Linked DNA regions of Mus musculus: regions 1, 3 and 4 are each linked to region 2. A link is a contact called in public HiChIP or PLAC-seq and promoter capture Hi-C data. All regions are on one chromosome and are shown on one strand. The core of a region is the stretch at or near the end of the contact, and the rest is flanking DNA. Distances in the headings are between cores, read along the strand shown. Region 1 holds the start of Vav2 (vav 2 oncogene). Region 2 holds the start of Ubac1 (ubiquitin associated domain containing 1). Region 3 holds the start of Brd3 (bromodomain containing 3). Region 4 holds the start of Slc2a6 (solute carrier family 2 (facilitated glucose transporter), member 6).

Evidence for each region. HiChIP or PLAC-seq counts read pairs in DNA pulled down with a chosen protein or histone mark. Capture Hi-C pulls out chosen DNA fragments and counts their contacts.
Region 1: a promoter capture Hi-C map of adipose tissue shows a contact between it and region 2, with 3 times the contacts expected there. The contact joins the promoter of Vav2 here to the promoter of Ubac1 in region 2. A contact is called at or near these places in 1 of 39 promoter capture datasets (liver) and 1 of 9 other capture datasets (adipose tissue).
Region 3: a FOXA1 HiChIP or PLAC-seq map of pancreatic cancer cells shows a contact between it and region 2. The contact joins the promoter of Brd3 here to the promoter of Ubac1 in region 2. A contact is called at or near these places in 1 of 39 promoter capture datasets (liver), 2 of 115 datasets of contacts at active chromatin or transcription factors (astrocytes and pancreatic cancer cells) and 1 of 9 other capture datasets (liver).
Region 4: an H3K4me3 HiChIP or PLAC-seq map of embryonic forebrain shows a contact between it and region 2, with 5 times the contacts expected there. The contact joins the promoter of Slc2a6 here to the promoter of Ubac1 in region 2. A contact is called at or near these places in 6 of 39 promoter capture datasets (hippocampal neurons, liver, neutrophils and 2 more) and 1 of 115 datasets of contacts at active chromatin or transcription factors (embryonic forebrain).

Annotation. Positions count from the first base shown.
Region 1 is chr2:27,424,790-27,429,345 of GRCm38.p6, forward strand. Vav2 (vav 2 oncogene) reads right to left here and starts at 2,819. Exons shown (of 28, transcript NM_009500.2): 1 at 1,487-2,819. The coding sequence starts at 1,690.
Region 2 is chr2:26,019,082-26,023,377 of GRCm38.p6, forward strand. Ubac1 (ubiquitin associated domain containing 1) reads right to left here and starts at 2,679. Exons shown (of 10, transcript NM_133835.2): 1 at 2,316-2,679. The coding sequence starts at 2,453.
Region 3 is chr2:27,472,965-27,477,430 of GRCm38.p6, forward strand. It overlaps Brd3 (bromodomain containing 3), which reads right to left and starts at 2,709. Exons shown (of 12, transcript NM_001113573.1): 1 at 2,613-2,709.
Region 4 is chr2:27,025,342-27,029,923 of GRCm38.p6, forward strand. It overlaps Slc2a6 (solute carrier family 2 (facilitated glucose transporter), member 6), which reads right to left and starts at 2,657. Exons shown (of 10, transcript NM_172659.2): 1 at 2,476-2,657; 2 at 1,800-1,962; 3 at 560-766. The coding sequence starts at 2,564.

The sequences.
Region 1 (4,556 bases), core at 1,569-4,068, 1.4 Mb after region 2:
CCCAACTTTGGGGAGAAGGGTCACACCTCCAGGTCTGTGAAAGTCCTCCCTATAGCTGGGCATGGTGGCAAACGCCTTTAATCCCAGCACTCGGGAGGTAGAGGATTTCTGAGTTGAGACCAGCCTGGTCTACAGAGTGAGTTCCAGGACAGCCAGGGCTACACAGAGAAACCCTGTCTCGAAAAATCAAAAAAAAAAAAAAAAAAAAAAAAAAAAGAAAGAAAGAAAAAGTTCTCCCTACAGCAACCATTTAAGTGTGCTACTTGGGCACACTCAGATCTTGCAGGACTCCAGATGCAAGACAGACCCTGAAATCTCCCTCTCTGGCTCTCTGGGCTGCTGGGGTACTGGTATCAAGCAGGAGGACAACCCTCTCTCTTTCCCTCCAGGGGCTCTCCTTTGTCAAACAGGAATCGGCTGGCCTCATCTCTATGGAAAGGCAGACACAGCCAAAGGGCTTTAGGGGGAGGGGTGAAACCCGCCAGAATATTAGGATTAGTGACTCTCGGAGTCATCGCGTTTCCCACAGTCCTAGAAGAGAATTCCCGGCGTCCACTAGGAGTTTCGAAGTGGGCGGGTCGCACCTGGACAGTACCCGGCTGAACTAGAGCTGCCTAACTCTTCTCTCCACCTCCCAGATCCCTTTAAAGAGCGACCCCCGAAGGGCGGGCCACATGCCTCGAATTTGCTTAACTCTCGGCCAAGTTCCCTTCAAGGGGCCAAGAAAAGCAGCTTCAGCCAGCAGAGCGGACATTTTCCTGCCCTGCCCTGCCCTGCCCTGCGGCCAAACGCGTGTCTTGGCCTCCACAAAGGCCACACTGGAGCGACCACCGAAGTGGGGGCAATGAGAAGGCGAAGAAGACTCCAACCCAGAGGCTATCCAGGAAGGCCCCCGAGGCAGCTGGTCCTGGGCTGGGGTCCGGGAGGAGGCGCAGGCCAGAGAGGGGGCGGCGCCCGGCCCTCCCGCTCCCTCCGGCCGTAGCACCCCACCCGGCCCGGCCCCTCCGCCGAGCTGCGGGTAACAGTAGCCACCACTCCACCTCATCCTTCAACGGCTCCAACTCAACCTCCATGGGCTCCGGTCGTCTGGCACGCAGCCGGGGACGTGACCCCCAGCGTGGCACGCACCCGGTTGGAAGGGACACTCGGGGACCCGGGCCTAGACGCAACACTGCAGTGCTGGGCGTTACACCGAGGCTGGAGTCGCCCTCCACCAGGCAGCCGTAGACTGGGGAGCCGGCGCACACAAACCGTTCCCGCGGCGGTGGTAGCGCGCCCTAGACTGGGGGACTTTAGCCAACTTCGCGCCTTCGGGGACCGCCGCTCTCTAGAGCGGGAAGAGGAGACCGGGATGTGACCTGCTCTGCACTGACCCCTGAGCCAGAAGCTCCGGCCAGAGAACCTGGGCCTCCCGCGGCCCACGCTCCAGTCAATGCGCCCCTCAGATCGCACACCCGAGTCCCTCCTGCAGTGCCGGGACCCTCACCTGGGACATCTGCGGCCGGAAGTTGATGTCCTTAAGGTCGATGGAACCGGGGGAGAGGTTGTGCAGCAGCTGGCACAGAAGGACGCCGTCGCGCAGCGCCTGCGCCAGGTCGAAGACCACCGCCGAGGGCCACACGACGCGGTGGTTGGGCGGCAGGACCTTGCAGTCGATGAGCCAGCGGCCGCATTGCCGCCACTGCTCCATGGCGCCCGCGGCGCCTGTGCGCTCGCCGCTGCGGCCGCTGGCCAGCTGGCTCAGGGTAGCGCTCCGGCCAAAGTGCGGTGACCGCGGGGCATCCCGCCCGCCCGCGCGGGGCTCGGCCGCCGGGGCGGGGCTTCGCGCAGGCGGCCCCGGGTCCCCGCTGCGCGGCCGCACGGCCCTCCTCTTCCTCCTCCTCCTCTTCGGGCTACTAGCCGGCCGCCGCTCCCGCCCACGTGCGGCCAACCGGCGCTCGCGGGGCAGCGTGCGGGGTCCCTCTTTCACACACACAAGTCCGCTCGTGCTCCGGCCGGGGCTCCACGCCTCCTGCAGTCGCAGCGCTTCTCGATCCGCCCCTCTGGGCGCCGCATTCTGAGCTCCGGGCGCCCCGCTTCGGCCACCGCTCCTGCCCCACCCGAGACAAAGGCGCAGCGGGTCGCTCGCTCCCTGCGTCCGGCGCCTGAGCTGCTCGCTCCACCGTCGCTTTGTTCGCCGGGCCCGCGGGCTCTACGCCACTCGCGGGGCACTGGGACTCCGAGGCTCCGCGGCTCCTAGGCGCTGGGGGTGCAGGGGGCGCGGCCACGGCCGGGCGGGGCCGGGGGCGGAGCTGGCACCTTCACCCGGCACCTCCCCGGAGACCCAAGCACCGCCTCCAACCCGTCCTCCCACTTCCTGCCCCTGGGCCGCCAGCGAAAGTTGAGGAAGGCGGGGCTCCTGAGCAGGCTCCCCGCCCACGACTTTCCCTAGGTGCACGTGGAGGCTGGAGGTCTTTCTTGCGGTGCGATGAGGCCGCCGCACGGCAGAAGAGACTAGAAGATGACCGCGGTAACGCTGGGTGCCCTTGCAGGGTCTTTCGGCAAAGATAGACCCCAGAACGCGAACCAGGCTGGCCTACACACCCTACGCCCCTATGGCCTCTTCCAGTCCTCTGTCCTTGCCAGGGTCCGCAAGACACTCCGCCTCCACAATAACGGAGAGAGGGGGAAAAAAATCCTTCACTTTCAGCCCCCTTGATTGTCTAGTGGGAGGTGCTGGAGAGATAGACCGTGTTGTGTCCTGAGGACATTGTGACAGTGGGAGGGACTTCAAAAGCATAAATAACTGATTTTTGTGATTAAAATTAATTTGCTCTGGACAGTATCAGGAGCTGTGGGTTCTTGGTAAAGAAGAAGGGAACCCCACAAAGCCAAGTCTTCTATGAGACTGGTGTCATGAAAGGGAGCTAGAAGAGAGGAAAGTGACCAGTTTCCAAGAGCCGAGCTTTTGTGGGCGGTGTTCTGTCAGCCCCTGCCTCTCTCAGTTTACCTGGGCCAGGGAAGGATGACAGATCTGTCCCCTGCACCCAGGGAAGTCCCTCCCAGAAAGGCCTCTCTCTGCAGGAAGTCCCATCACCTGCCCCACCTAAGGAGGAAGCATGAACCCTAATCCTAGAGATCCGGCAGAGAAGCCAGGTAGAGCCTTCAGCCCCTCTACTTCACCTCTGAATAGCTTCAGGGGAAGGACCTCCTGCGGACTGGGGGTTAAATCGTCCAAAGCACAGGGCTACAGGCAGACCCTCCAGCATCTCCCTAAGAGTCATTCAACACCCTGCACCAAAGGGAGGAAAAAGAAAGAAGGAAAGAAAGGAGATTGCAAAGCTGAAAGCAAAGCACCCTGCTAAATGCTGCTGCATTCATGCCTTGGCGTGTGTACCCAGGGAGCTCTCTCACAGAAAAGAGGCCTCTGTGCTCCCAGCACTCCAGCCTTCCTGCCTCATCAGAAGCTAAGACCAGGTCTAGGACAAACGAATTTTGCCATCCAATCAAGCGTTCGTCTGCTGCCCCCTGGTGGTCTTGAGGGCAATGGCATCAGCTGACAGCCTAGATGCTACAAAAGAGGGGTCTGTCTGTCTTTGAGGGGCTGTAGTGCAGAGCATATAGTGGAGTTAGCATGTCAGTCCTCCAAGTCAGAAGATCCAGGCCTCCTGGCACCAGCAGAACTCTCTGGTACCCAATTCCTTATCTGGCTAGTGGGGACATCACTCATCTCGGAAATAATAGAAAGGATGAATGAAGAAAAGCTGGGTGGGAAGTATTCCAGGTGTCTGTTGTGCATGTGTAGGTCAGAGTTCACGAGCTCAAAACAAACATGCGGAGGACTGGTAAAGGGGATCTTTCTCCTCACCCATTCTCTCAGCCCAGAACTGTTCACCAGGATTGCCCTCTGGAAGTGTCCAAGAGAAGTGTACCTCCCCACTTTGGTCATGAGCACCACTGAAAGCCACTTGTGCTGAATACCAGAGCTCTGCAGTGAACTGAGCAGACGAAACCCTGAGGTAGGAACTGTCAACCCCAGCCACATGTCTGGGATGTGGGAAGTGGGCCACCAACTAACCATGCACGAGGCTTCAGAGAAGAATGCCCCTGGAAAGGGGTAGCAGGTCTCCTGGGAGCTCTTACGGGATAGGGGCAAGCATGGCTATGGAGAGCCAGGCCTCGTCCAGAGGCAGTTCTACATCATAACGGAACTAAACATCTCTGTCTTCCCAGTCATGAGCTGGTCAGCTACAGCGTATTCTTTTATGGACTCTGATGTTAACTCCCCACTTCTAATTTGCCAGCAAGTTTCAGATTCTGAGCACTGCCAGCTCTGCCACCACCAAGGTCTATGTTCCTCCCCTTGGGTTCCTCAGCAGCCCGCTTCTACCTTGCCTTTCAGTCTGCCCTCCACAGCCAGCAAGGACCGAACCAAATCTAGATGCAACCCTGTCACTCTGTGACAGCACAAAACAAGCCCTTTGTGGTACTCAGCTCTCTAAAGATAAAATCTTTAGGCCTAGGGCTCTTTAAAAGAACACTGTTTGACAAGCATGAGGCCCCATCTCTAGCCCTTA
Region 2 (4,296 bases), core at 1,429-3,928:
TGAATAAATAAATCTTTAAAAAAAAAGATAACAGGGGCTAACTCTTCACAGGACCTGGGACGGTTTAGGCTTTGAAGGAGAATTCATGTGCTTCATCCAGATGGTACACTACAGAAAAGCTCCTCCACACCACAGCTCCATCACCCCAGACTTCCACTAACCCCCTTTAGAAAAGAGGACTCACTGTGCCCCTTTCCTAGATACCGGCAGTGGAAGCTGGGCAATAGCATGGTGAAGTCACTTTGGGTAAAACAAAAAGGGGGAGGCAAAAACCAAATCTATTTCCTTAAGAATTTAAATAACAAGCCTCTCCTTGATACAGCTGTAAATTCCCAGGAGTGCTGTGGGAGAAAAAATTTTTTAAAAAACTCTATCATACCCCTCTGGAAGAGAGGAAAGAAGAAAAAATAATAGTGATAACAACCCCAGTAACCAGGGTGCACAGGACAATAAAGAACATGGAAGTCAGGTCAGGATAAAGTATCTTGTGCATGACAGGTTTACAGTCAGGTACAACGAGAAGATCATCTTTTCTAATAAATGCAGTGTGACTCCTAGAGCTGATGGGACCCGGAGGTGGGTCAGTTCTAATGCCTCTGCTCTCCAGCCCTGTGATCTAGAATGCTGTGAAATTCTCCTGCTGCTTCAGCCCTCTGCCCTGGAAAATGTGGAGTAGAATAGTCTCAATTTAAACAAGAATAATGACAAAAATGGTCAAAATGATACAACTCCAATATCAACTGGAATATTAAACATCACAAATAATTAGCATCATATCAAAACCTGCTGCCTAAGCCTAACCATACTGCCCCTAAAATGTATTAGCAAGCATCTGTGAATCATCTCCCTACCCCCTTCATAGAATACTGCCATGCTCATTACGTATATCCACACCACAAGTGAGTTAGGCAAGAGATCACAGCAGTGAAGGTGACATCCCATGCTCATGTGGTTTGAGGCTGACACCTTTCATTCCTTCAATCCTTACACCGACTTTGAAGTTACTCCAAGCTCAGCCCCCGAGGAACTGACCTAGGAGATGACACAGCATAGTACTAGGCCAGCATGGATGCTAGGGAACAGTCTAGATGCCCAAGGAGGCCCCAGTCTTTAAGCTTCTGCTGAGCCTCTGGGTCTTGCTATTGAGAAAATCCACAGGCTCAACACAAGCTTAAAGGTTGGGGACTCCTTGGGCAGTCTAAAATACATTTTGTCCTGTATGTGAGCCTCATTGAGGTGAACCACAGACACTGAGACCCACGGTTACTCAACATCTAATGCACTGCAGAAGAGGGGCTTGAAACAGATCTCTTGGAGCCTGCCTGACATTACACACTGACTACACAAAGGCACACAGATGATAAACTACCCTTTGCAAGCAGCTGCTATAGTAACTTGAAGACTGCCTTTAGAGGAAACACAATGCTGAACTTTAACACAACCTACTGCTGTAGATCCCTAACTTTCCGAAGAGTCCCCTCTAAAAAGCTATCTGGCACTAATCTTGTCTGGCATGGTGCTTCCATAGGCTACCAGTGTCTAACAGACATCTGTTTCATCTTCAACTGGGAGCAGTTAGAGCCAGGAAGGCTTCAAGAACTAATTCCAAGACTTAACTAAAACTAAAAGGCTAACTATAGTACAACGTTCACTGAATGTAAGTAAACTTAACAAATGCCACTTGCTGGCAGGAGACAGTCATCCTGGACCTTCCCACTCAATCAACTGTTGCCCCAATAGAAAGTAGAAGCCAAGGAACTTGTCCCACAGTGACACTATTTTAAGTGACTACTGCTAAGTGTCAAGTCCCGGCCATGGGCTCCTAGCAGCTGGCTCCTCAGGCAAGGAGCCAGTCCTCTTATAATGGGATCTAGTTACTTCCAGCTTCTGGAGGAAACTAAAAGCTCATCCCAACAGCAGGCAAGCCCCAAGGCTAGAAAACCATGATCCCTTGCCTTTGCCTCTCCCAGTCTCTGTTCACTCTCGCCTTCACCTCCCTAGCACGTTGCAGAAATTAAATAAAGCTCGCTCAACAGCGGGGGCCAGATGCTCTTCTCTGAGCACTAGGTTTGTGATTGGAGGAGCGGAAGGCGCTGCCCAGGCCCGGAGGAGCGAAGGCTGGGAGCAGCGGGCTGCACGGCAGGGACTGGGGACCGGTCCAGGAAGAAGCGAAAATCTGGCGTCTAGGTAGAGATAGGAGTGTCGGGGCAACCAGAAGGCTGGGGACTGGGGCGGAGTCTGGGACATAAGTCTAGGTTTCTGGTTTTCAGAACGGAGGCAGAGGTGGAACTGGGTCGTAAGGAGCTCGGCCTTACATGTTTGAGGCAACTCTCCTTGAGCTTCTCCACCGATGTGTCCTCGGTCGCCTCCTCCAGCCACTCGGCGCCGTCGGCTGCGCAGATGTGCAGCCGAAGCACCTTGCCCGCGAAGATCTTCTCCTCCTGCACGAACATCGCGCCGCCGCCCGGGCCTGCACCCGCCGCCCGAACCAGTGAAGGTCACTGAGGCTGGCGGGAGGACCAGGGGCGGGGCCGGGCCGCCGTGCGCTCCTTCGCTGGCCGCCGCCGCCCCGCCCCGGCTCCTGTCAGCTCCGCCGCCCGTCACTGAAGGGGCAGGAGCTGTACCCTTGCTGCCACTGCCCGTGTCGCCGTAGCCGCCCGGAGCGCGCGGTCGCAGCCGCGCCGGAAGTGCGTAATGAGCGCCCGTGGGTATGCCGGGAAATGTGGTTTTTTTTTGGCAGGCATTCTGCTGTTGCCCACCCCACCCCCCGCACCCCCCGCCCGCACCGCGCCGGAAATAGGTAAAGTGCACCAAGGCACGCCGGGAGTTGTCGTTCCCAGGCAGGCTCACGGCCCCCTTACCAAAAATTAATGTGTGAGGTGGGTCAGATGCATACCGGGAGTTGTAGTTCTCCATATACCTCATTCCTTCAGCACCTCCCAGCCTTGTTACCTGATTTGCTGGTCTGTTGGAATTGAAAAGGGCTCCGGAGTCAAGTACACAAGATAATACGTCTGGGTCAGGGCACTAGAAATGTGTCACAGTTGTAAGTGCTTGTATGCCATGCACAAAGCCCTGGGTTTGCTCCTCGGCGCAGCATACGCCTGGCACAGGTTTATAATCCTGAACGTTTAGGCAGAACCAGAAGGTCAAACAGGTCATCCTTGACTACATAATGAGTTCAGAACCACTCTGGAATACAAGCCTGCATAAAACACATACAAATGCGCGTGCGTACACACACACACACACACACACACACACACACACACACACACACACACGCATGCGCGCACACACTCACACATACGGGATGGGGGGCCCTGGCTCGGTGGTTAGGATTACTTTCTACTCTTGCTGAGGATCCTGTGTTTCTCAGAACCCACAATGGTGCTTCAGAATTATCTTGAAGATCAGACACACTGTTGATACATATATGTAAGCACAATACTTACAAAATAAATCTTTTTAAGCTAAAAAAAAACAAATAAAAAATAAATAATATCATAATTATTAGTGATCCAGGAATGGTGGTGTGGAGGTAGGAGGAACAGTTCAAGTTCATAGTCATCTTTGACAAGATCCATGAGCTCTTGCCACAGATCTGTGTCTTGGCAGATGGTACAGAACTAAGCAATAAGGGTTGTGAGGAGTGGGTCTGAGGCCCCTCCAGCTGGTCTTCAAGTTCCCCAGGCCTCTCCCCAACAAACCCCTTGCTCTTTGTCCAAAGCCTAGGCTACTAAGCCCCAGTCTTCAGAGGCCTAATGTCCTCTTTCTCTTGGAAGCCTGTCATGGTGCCACCTAGGGCATAATAAGAATGTTTGCAAGTATTTCCACATAGCCCATTCAGCATCCTACCACTGGATATACTGAAAGAAGTACCCAGAGGGACACGGGACAAGTCCCTTCCATATGCTTGATCTGGCTCTCCAGGATTCCCAAGAGTGAAGTGAGCAGAAGGAATTGTGGAGACAGTGATCTTTGCAATGTGTGTATGAGGTCCCTTTGGAGCTGGAGACAACAGATCCTCTCCTCCAAAACCTCCAGGCTTCTATGTGAACACAGAGATACCCCTCAGAGCACTATGAGGAAGGATAGGCTGCCCAGCCTCCCAGGTCAGCCTTACTACAGAAGCCCGGCAGGCACAGCTCTGTGGGTGCTCATGCAGTATTCAAGGGAGAATGCATCTCCCTCTACTCACCAGCTGGGCTAAGGCAAGGAGCTTGCATGGAGACTCAGCTTCTGCCCATCTGGTGCCATTCTGTACCTTGTCCAGTTTCAGTCTCTGCTTCAGAG
Region 3 (4,466 bases), core at 1,459-3,958, 1.5 Mb after region 2:
TATGATAGCCTCTGTGGGGCTCTGGGCCTTATGGGGGCAAGGAGGCCCTTCCCCAAAATGTATCTCCAGGTCAAGGTCATCAGGCCATATGGAGACGCAGAGACCAGAGCCAACAGTACTGAACTGCCAGAACCAGAGCCTGAGCCACGTACACAGCATGGACCCAGATCTACTTCAACCCAGAGGCCTACAAAGAGACTACCAACTTGTGAGCACCCACAATGGGGCACTTTCCCCTGCAATAGAACCCACCAACACTAAGACAGCTGGGTGTCCCATAGCGCAGCAGTAACCACAAATAGACGAGAGGGTACCACATGTCAAAATGTACTGCAAACAGCAGCCCCCAGGTGCAGGGGATAGCTTTGTAAGGACGCCACAAGCTTCAAGGCTGTCCCCTGGGAAGGAGTACTGCTTTCTTAACTTCCTATTACCTTCTGAATTGTGGAGGTCTCCACTGGATCCTGTTTTCCCACTCATAGTTCCCCGCGGCTCTTCCTTCTAAGGTGAGATCTGGATAACCAGCACTTATCTGAACAGTGGGTAACACTTGTGACCTTGGGCCACCCTCCCCTGGGAAGGCTGTGACACAGTAAACCAGGAAGTGGACAAGGTAACCCTGAGAGCCCCTGGGGGCACAGCTCCAGGCTTACAGAAGCCGGAGTAGAGGCAAGCCAGGCAGGGCCTTTCCTTTCAGCACTCCCCCCCATTTTCACCATCTAAGGGAGGGAGGACACTTTTACAAGCTCCATCCCTCATTCAAAGCTCATTTCCAAAACAGGATACTGCACTGTGGAAAGAAAGCAGTTACTCTTTGTGAAAGTAAACCTGGCATCTCCTAAAAGTAAAATAAATAAAGTAAATAGATATATAGGTAGGGAAATGAACGAACTGGCACACCCCCTGGTCATCCACCCTACAAAAGCTTTTTAATGCCTTTCTCCTGAATTCCCCGGATGTGGGGCTAGGTCTGGATCGCCACAGATTCCTGGTGTCTTGCTAAAGCAGTGGACCCGGAGTTTATAAGCAAGGTCAGGAAGAAATTACCCCCACCTCCTGAACTGTCAAGCTTGTACCTCACCTCTCATGATCTACAGCCAACAGTGCACATCAAGGCCTCCAACAGAACAAACAGCAAACAGGCCTCTATTTGCGAATGAGAGGCCACACTCAGGGCCACTCAAAAAAGGTCACTGGGGCTTGGGGCTTGATCCTTGGAGTCCTTCCTTTCCTGGACCCTGGAAAGCCTGTGAGAAACTCACTTCAAGCAGCACAGCAGAGATCTCAGATCTCTTCAGGGGCACCCCCACCCCCAGTAATGCACACCACTAAGAAAGTGCAAAACAAAAGGGGGGGGGGATGGACGACACAACAACCAGCTTGTCCTCATGGGTTAAGGGGGACAGGACCTGAGCCCTTCAATTCCTTCACTCATTTCTCTTCCTGCACCCAGTCCCATGTTAGCCACTGAAGAACACAAGAATGACCTCAGAGACACAAACTTATACAGTTAAGAAGTTTAAGGTAGAGAAACAACAGCTGTGCACTTATTTCTGGCAGAAAGCTCTTAATCAAAATTGCAAAGGGCAGAGCCTTAAAATTGAGCCCTAAAGTATGAACTCACAAAAGGTATGCCCCGGCTCCCAGTGAGCCCCCTTCCCGCTCCTTACCGCCCCCCCCCCGCCGCCCCAGGGCAAGAAGACTGTTTATGGCTTCCTCGTTAGCCCTGCCCCCGTCGCAGCAACTGGTGGAGAGAACTTCCCCAAGCCGCCAGGATTTTTCACCGGGAATCCTCAAGAACCTTACATACGAGAGGCTTTGGGGTGCGCATTCCTCACCCAACTAGCTTGCGTGTTATACACGAAGTAAGAAAAAGACGTGCACCCCACCCCTTCCACCTCAATCCGAATCGACCTCGCCCGGATTAAGTACTCGTTTAGGCTGATTTCAAAACATGAACTGGGTTTCCTCCTGGCCTGGCTGCAATAATCCAGTAACTCGTAAGCGCGCAAAGTCGTCTCCCGGGCCATAACTCTGCAAATGCAGCCGCCGCCCCCCAAGCCACGCCGCGGCTGCCCCACTTGCAAGGCTCCAGCGGTGTCCAGGCCCAGCCTGGCCTGCCCTGCGACGATCCGCCCTAAGTGGCGCCGGAGCGACCCTGGGCACACCGCGCGCACCTTCCCGCGCCGCGCATCCTCCAGGCAGTCCCCTTCGGAAGATGGCGGGCAGAGGAAAAGGGGAAAGGAAAAAAAAATCCCTTCCGTGAGGGAGGGCTGGCGCAGAGAGCGCGGGCTGTGCCAAGTCCAGGCTGGGCGCTCCGACCAAGGCGACGCCTCCCAGTCCGGCCCGAGGCGACCGGCAAGCCGCGGGCGCACAGCGCAAGGCGGAGGGCAGCGGAGCCCGCGCAGTCGCTGCGACCCCGGGCAGGCGGCCGCCCCGCTTTGTTGCATCGCGGCCGCGCACAAAGGCGGCGGCCCCGGGCTCCGGGCTTCGAGACGCGCGGGAGGCCTGCACCATGCGTTCCGGGCCGTGTTCTCTCAGCCAAGTCCGCCGCCGCCACCGCCACCGCCGCCGCCGCCCAGAGTGTACAAGGAAACGAGAAAAAGGCGTACTTGGCCTAGGCGGCTCCAGCGCCGTCTGCTCCCGGCCCGCGCGGCCGGCTCCTCTTTGGCTCGCCGGCCCCGGCAGCATAATAGACGCGCCGGAGCTGTACAGGGCTCATGCGCTACGCCGCGGCGCCTGGCGGGAGTCGTAGTCCGCGCCCGGGCTCGCGCCAGGGCCGCCCAGGGGAGGCCGAGGCGCACGGACTACATGTCCCGGCCCCGCCGGCGCCACGCCGTGCCCCGCCCCGCGCGCCCCCGGCCGCCCGCCCGGCCGCCCTGGCCGCCAGCGGGCCCGGCCTAGGGGCGCGTGGGGGCGGGGCTGGGAGGTTGCCCGCCAGGACCCGAGGCGACGCTGGAACCTTGGCCCGCCCGCGCGCCTTCACTTTAGCGTTCTCAGCCACACGCAGGGAATAAGAACTGGTGGGCGGATTTCCAGAAGCCTAGGAAAACGTGGGAAAGGCGGGAACGCAGTTAGCACCCTGGGGTCACTACCCGGGTACCCCGAGGCCTCCCTCAAACCCCGAATGCTCACAAGCAGGGAGGCGCGCACCGGCCCCAGCCCATGTTTGTAAACAAACCGCGCGCCTAATTAGCCTGGCGAGGGCGCGCGCAGGGCGGTCCTTGCCAGGGAGGAGTCGCGATCAATCCCGCCCCAAAATCCTGGGGCGGGTTGAAGACCTGGGGACTCCGTAAGAGACCTGGCTGGTGGTGCCGGAAAAAGGCGGATTCTCCAAAGCTAGACACCAGTAAGGGATGCTTCAGGCTGTGCCAGCCAACTTTCCCTCTCTGGAGTCTCAGTGTGTCCCCATGTGCCTATGGAAAGACAGGAATGAGATTAAGTCCCGCCCTTTTTCTGCGTTTTGAAAGGGTTAGGACGGGGTCACACTTCAGATCTTGGTTTTGGTGAAAATTACAATGGTGCCTACGTTAGTCAGTTTTTATCCAGTTGTAATTTAAGGTGGGTGTGTGATAGACCCCAACAAAAACGTTACAAACAAAACAAGTTTTTCCATCAGTGCCCGCTGAACCTGCCTGCCAATGCAGGGTTCCAATTCTGCTGTGAGCTGGACCTATTCCAAGATCCTGGTGTCACTGAGTTTATTTCTGGCTGAGCGGGCACTTTGCTGCATGCAAGAAATGCACAGGTGGTTATGGTATTAAATACCAGACACACACACACACACACACACACACACACACGTACACACACACATACACACACATACACAACGAATATGTTCTGTACCTGAAAATGAAAAAGGCTCAAGAAGGCAAAGTGACATCCTTGGTCTCAGAGGTCCCAAGCTCCAAGCCCAGGGTCCTTGGAAGAGATTTGAGGACAAGCTGGAGCCTCTCCAGGCTCTTCTTGTCTCCTCTTTGGTCTACAGCATGGGTGCTTCTCACACCCTGGGGCGAGGTGGCCACTGCAAGGAAGCCCTGCTGTTTAGTCGCAGACTGAACACAGGGTAGGAGAGCAAGACCTGGGAGGCTCTAAGTTAGAGTCCTTAAACTCTTGAACCCAGGCTCCCCAGCAAAGCCATGACTGGGAGCTTGCAGAACTGCAGTCACCTTGCAGGTTCTATTATCATTCCTGCCATCTGGGTCTCACCTTTCTGGACACACTGAGCACTCTGGCTACTAGGACAAGGGACTTGCCAGTTAACTTTTTAAACAAAACCCAGAAAACTCTGTGTGTGTGTGTGAGTGTGTGTGTAACTATGTATGTGTGTGTGTAACTATGTACATGTGTGTAACTATGTGTTTGTAACAGTGTGTGTAACTGTGTGTGTGACTGTGCATGTGTGCGTAACTGTGTATGTGTGTAACTATGTGTGTGTAACTGTGTATGTGTATATAACTGTG
Region 4 (4,582 bases), core at 1,407-3,906, 1.0 Mb after region 2:
ACTTGGACTTTAGTGGGGAATTCATGTTCCTGGGTCCACTGGGGTGATCGAGGGACTTGGGAGCCTGGAGAAGCTGGCAGAAGTCTTGTTCTGACCAGAGCTCTGACCTTCCCTTCCCTAGCAAAGAAGTATACAGAAGCTCTCAGCTCTGGCGGGTATGGGTCGGGGGACCCAACCAAGCCCAGGGGCCTCAGACTTGGGGCTGAGCAGGCATCTGTATTTACCCTAGTGACCTCTTTTCTGGGCTTGGTCAGAGGATAAGTTTGTGTATGGAGTATTACATGAGGTAAGCAGTTGGGTGGAGGTGGAGGTGGAGGTGGGCTGGAACTTCCCTTCACATCCCTTGTGCAATGCAAATTTTTTCAGTTGAGCAATGCATGGAACTGAGGTCAAAACACAGGGTAGGAAGTTTTGGGTGACAATGATGTCAGCTGCTTTGGTGGAGGAAGCTGAGGTTTTCTGGGCAATGTAGTGAACCCCACACACTTTCACTGAGCAAAGGCTCAGAGGCAGGGGTGGTCTAGAACAGCCCCAAGGCAATGGAGACATCTGGCCTTACCGGGATGCAGGCAGCAGTGAGTCCCCCGGCAAAGCCCGTCAGCATCCTCCCCAACAGAAGCATCCAGAGGCCACGGGCACCGGCCATGATTGCATAGCCAATGGCTGAGGGGACAGCTGAGAACATGATGCTGAGCTTCCGGCCCAGGAGGTCATTGAGTAACATAGCACTGAGGCCCCCTGCTGCGGCACCCAAGGTGAACACGGACTGCAGGGGTACAAGAAGATAAGTGGCTTTAAGAGCTCTCACCCCCACCGGAGTCTAGAGAGAGTTCCTCCAGAGCTGACCCAAAACCCAGGCATTCATTGGTAGAGTCCCCTGTTGGCAGAGGTGCACAGCAGCCTGTGGACAACTATATGTAAAGGTACCATAAATGTTCTACTCCAGAGGTGCTTTGAGGAGAGGGGGCGCCTGTCTACAGTGGCTCTGTCCAGGAGTGTCCAATATTTTTTTGAGCCCAAGCAGGCCTCAAGAACATGATCTTCCTCCTTCAGCCTCCCAAGTGCTGAAGTTAAAGGCATTTTCTATGGCTCACACACTACCAAAGAGAACCCTATGACTTGTAGGCCTGGGACTTTAAGATTTGGGGGTCATTGGAGTTGTTGAGGAATAAAGAATTTGGCTGGAGTCTGCCACTCATGAGCAGTGGGACCAGGGCACACAGTGTGGCCTCAGTTTCTTAGTTGCGTTATGGGAAAAACATAGTTAACCTCAGGGGTGAAGATATTTCACGAAGTGTCTAGCATGTGCTCAGCATGTGCTGTGCGCCTTGCACATTCCCACCCCATTTGAAATGCTCAGGAGACCCCAAATCTTTCCAGCTTTGCTGTCAAGTCGCAGTCCTAACTCAGGGTCTACTGACATTCTAACGTTAAAGTCTTGGGCTCCTGGGCTCTGTTTAGCCACGTTCTGTCCTTGTCCATATGGCACCTCTCATCCCGCTAGCATCTGGTGTGACTGCCTCCAGGCACCCAGGAGGATGTCAGCTCTGCTGTGGCAGCCTGGCTTTGGGTATGGGGTTGGGAAATCTTCCCCTCAGCCCTGGCCCACATCTCTGCAGGATGTCACTTCCTCATGTCACTTGCCATCACCGCTAGCAGACGGGAATGCGTGTTAGGGAGAGATACCGGTGCTCTAGGGGAGGTTCCAAGGCTAGGTGATTTTAGTTCCCTGTGGTAAGCAGGTTGAGTGGGCCCATGCTCCCTCCACTACCCCATCTGATTTAGAGAACAGGCCTCACCCCAAACCAGGATGCCTGGATTTTGTCCAGGTGTAGTGCTGGGTCAGAAGAGAGCTTCAGTTCAGGGATGACTGGAGATGTGTAGACCAAGGCATACCCAAAGCTGAAATTGCCCAGCACAGCGGCGAAGGTAGCCAGGAACACCCTTCTGTTTTTCAAGGCCCTGGTGGGGGATGGGGTAGAACCAAAGGACCAAGGACAAGTCCTTTAAATGGACCCTGAGTTCCCAGACTGCTGCCTTCCCCGAGCCCATGACCATCCAGCTCGGCAGATAACCAGGAGAGGCCTGGGTCCAGGGCCAGTCAAGTTGTCTTCAGGCCTTAGCAGCAGCTCTGGGAAATCCCCAGGCTGTCGGCTGGGGCTGGTGCCCGTTTTCTCCAGAAAAGAAATTGTGGTTTTTGCCTCCTGTTGTGATGCTCAAAGCTTGTTCTGTGATCTTAGGCAAGACCCATGTCCTCCCCCTGTGGCAGGTGGGGATCCCACCCAGTATTCCTTTGGAGGCTCTCTTCTTTATGGTGGTCCAGTTCTTTAAATAGGACTTGCGAGCATGCGGTAAGAAAGAGTCAGATGACTCTTGGTGGCCACTCACCAGAAGTCAGTAATGGCCCAAGATGTGTATCGTCTGCTGGAGATAAGGCCATCCCAACCTCCCATGCCCACACCCTGAGACTCTCACCCGGCTCGTTCTCTCTCTCCAGGAGTCGCGGGCACCTCGGGGAAGGTATCATAGTCGAGTCCCTCGGTTCTTAGCAGGGGTTCCTGCATGGCCAGCGCGGATGGTCAGATACAGCGGGACTCCACTGCAGAGCTAAAGCATCTGCCTGAGCCCTCAGCACAGCAGGCGAAGCTCCGCCCTACAGATGCGATTGGCTGCAGGGCGGCCCTGCAGAGCCGTGCTGTCCAATGAGACAGCCGCACGCCTCGGATGCAGGGTGCGATCGGGCTCCCGGGCGTGTCCCATCGCGTGCGCCTTGAGGCGCTGGATTCTGCCGGGGAAACCCGCTTCTAGGGCAGGGCCGCCTGAGCACCCTTTCGCCAGGCTAAGAGCGTGGACTGCTCCATGGCTGGGTCTGGCTTTATGGAGGAGAAGCCCAGAGAGTCGTAAGCTTGCCAAGGTCACACGGAGGATTGTTATTATTATATATTTTTTTATTATTGCCTTGCTTGGCCCTGTTCTGTGCCCTCTCCCGTCACATAGATGTCACTTCTACACCTGCCACTTCACTTCTCGCCTCCTAACCCTAGTTGACTCCAATGAATCACTACTTTGGGTGTGTACAGTAAGTAGGAGGAGGGTGGAGCAGAAACAATTAGGGGTAACTCCAGCAGGTGCCCTGCGGTGTCTCACCCCATAGCTGTGGACAAACCCCAAGGCTTCTCTCTGCTAGCAAGCAATCTGTCTCTGAGCTACATTCCTGATCTCTGGGATTTCCTGGTTGTCCAAATAGCTTGCACTGTTCAAAATCATTCCAGTAATGGTATAAAATGACCAAAAAAAACGAAACAGAAACTTCTCTAGGAGGTGGAAAAAGCCACAATCAAGATGCCTATCTGTGTCTTTGGACTTTTTCAGTCACAGGAGTGGACTTACTTCCTGTTCACATTTATAAACTGACCCTTTGTTACCAGGCTATTAAAACAGTAAAGGGTGTTGTAGAAGTCTCAGTTCCCCTTTAGAAACACTTCTAGAGAGGACAGTAGAGACCACAAAACTGCTGCGACCCACCCTGGCTGGACGTCTTTCCTTCCTGTGTTTGCCTTGCCTGTCTGTTACTTAGTGGGGAGGTGAACTTTCAGTGAGTGGTGTTCCACTTCACATCCAAGCTGAGTGTGTGTGTGTGTGTGTGTGTGTGTGTGTGTGTTATACATAATTTTGGGAGCCTGAGAGCACTGGCTGCTCTTGCAAGGACTCAGGTTTGATTTCCCAGCCCCACGGGTTGGCACACAACCCTCCTCTTACCTCCATTTCCAGGACAATTGGTGCCTTTTGGCATCAGCTTTTATGTGGTACAGACAAAACACCCAAACATGTGAAAAACTTAAGATATATAATTTTTAAATTTTATGTCTGTCTGTGAGTCTGTGCTCCTGAAGCTGAAATGATGGACTTGTAGGAGCTGGAGTTACAGGCCGGTCAGTCACCAAATAGTAATGGGAGCCAGAGCATATAGGACCTGGTCTTGTAACCGCTGAACCATCTCTTCAGGCCCCTTCCACTCCTTTGTCATTTGAGACAGGGTCTGATGTATTCCAAGCTGGCATCAAACTTTCTAGGTAGCCACCCACTTTAATTTTATCCTCTGGCCTCCACCTCCAATTGGGACTGCAGCCCTGGATTCATTCTGTGCTAGGGATTGGACCCAGGCAGGCACTACATTAACTGAGCCACAGCCCTATCTTACTCTGAGATAAGTTTCACCAGGTTGTCCAGACTGGCCTTTCAATACTCCTGCCTTAGACCACTAAATACTTGGGGTTGTTAGGTAGGTAGTCAGACATGCAATCTTGGTGGCCTTTGAGGACATCTCTCACACAATCAGTTCTGTATCCCACTTCCTGTGTCCTGGCAATGCAGCTTTTAAGGAAATGTCATAGTTGCTCCTTAAAAAATTTAAAAAAAAAAATGGGGGCGGAGGGGAAGGTCTCTCTATTTAGCTATGGGTGACCTGGAATTTACTATATTCCCTGGTGGCCTGCCAGGGATTATTTAAGGACCTTTTTTGAAAATATATTTTACTACATTTTGTTTGTTTATGTGTGTGTGTGTGTGTGTGTGTGTGTGT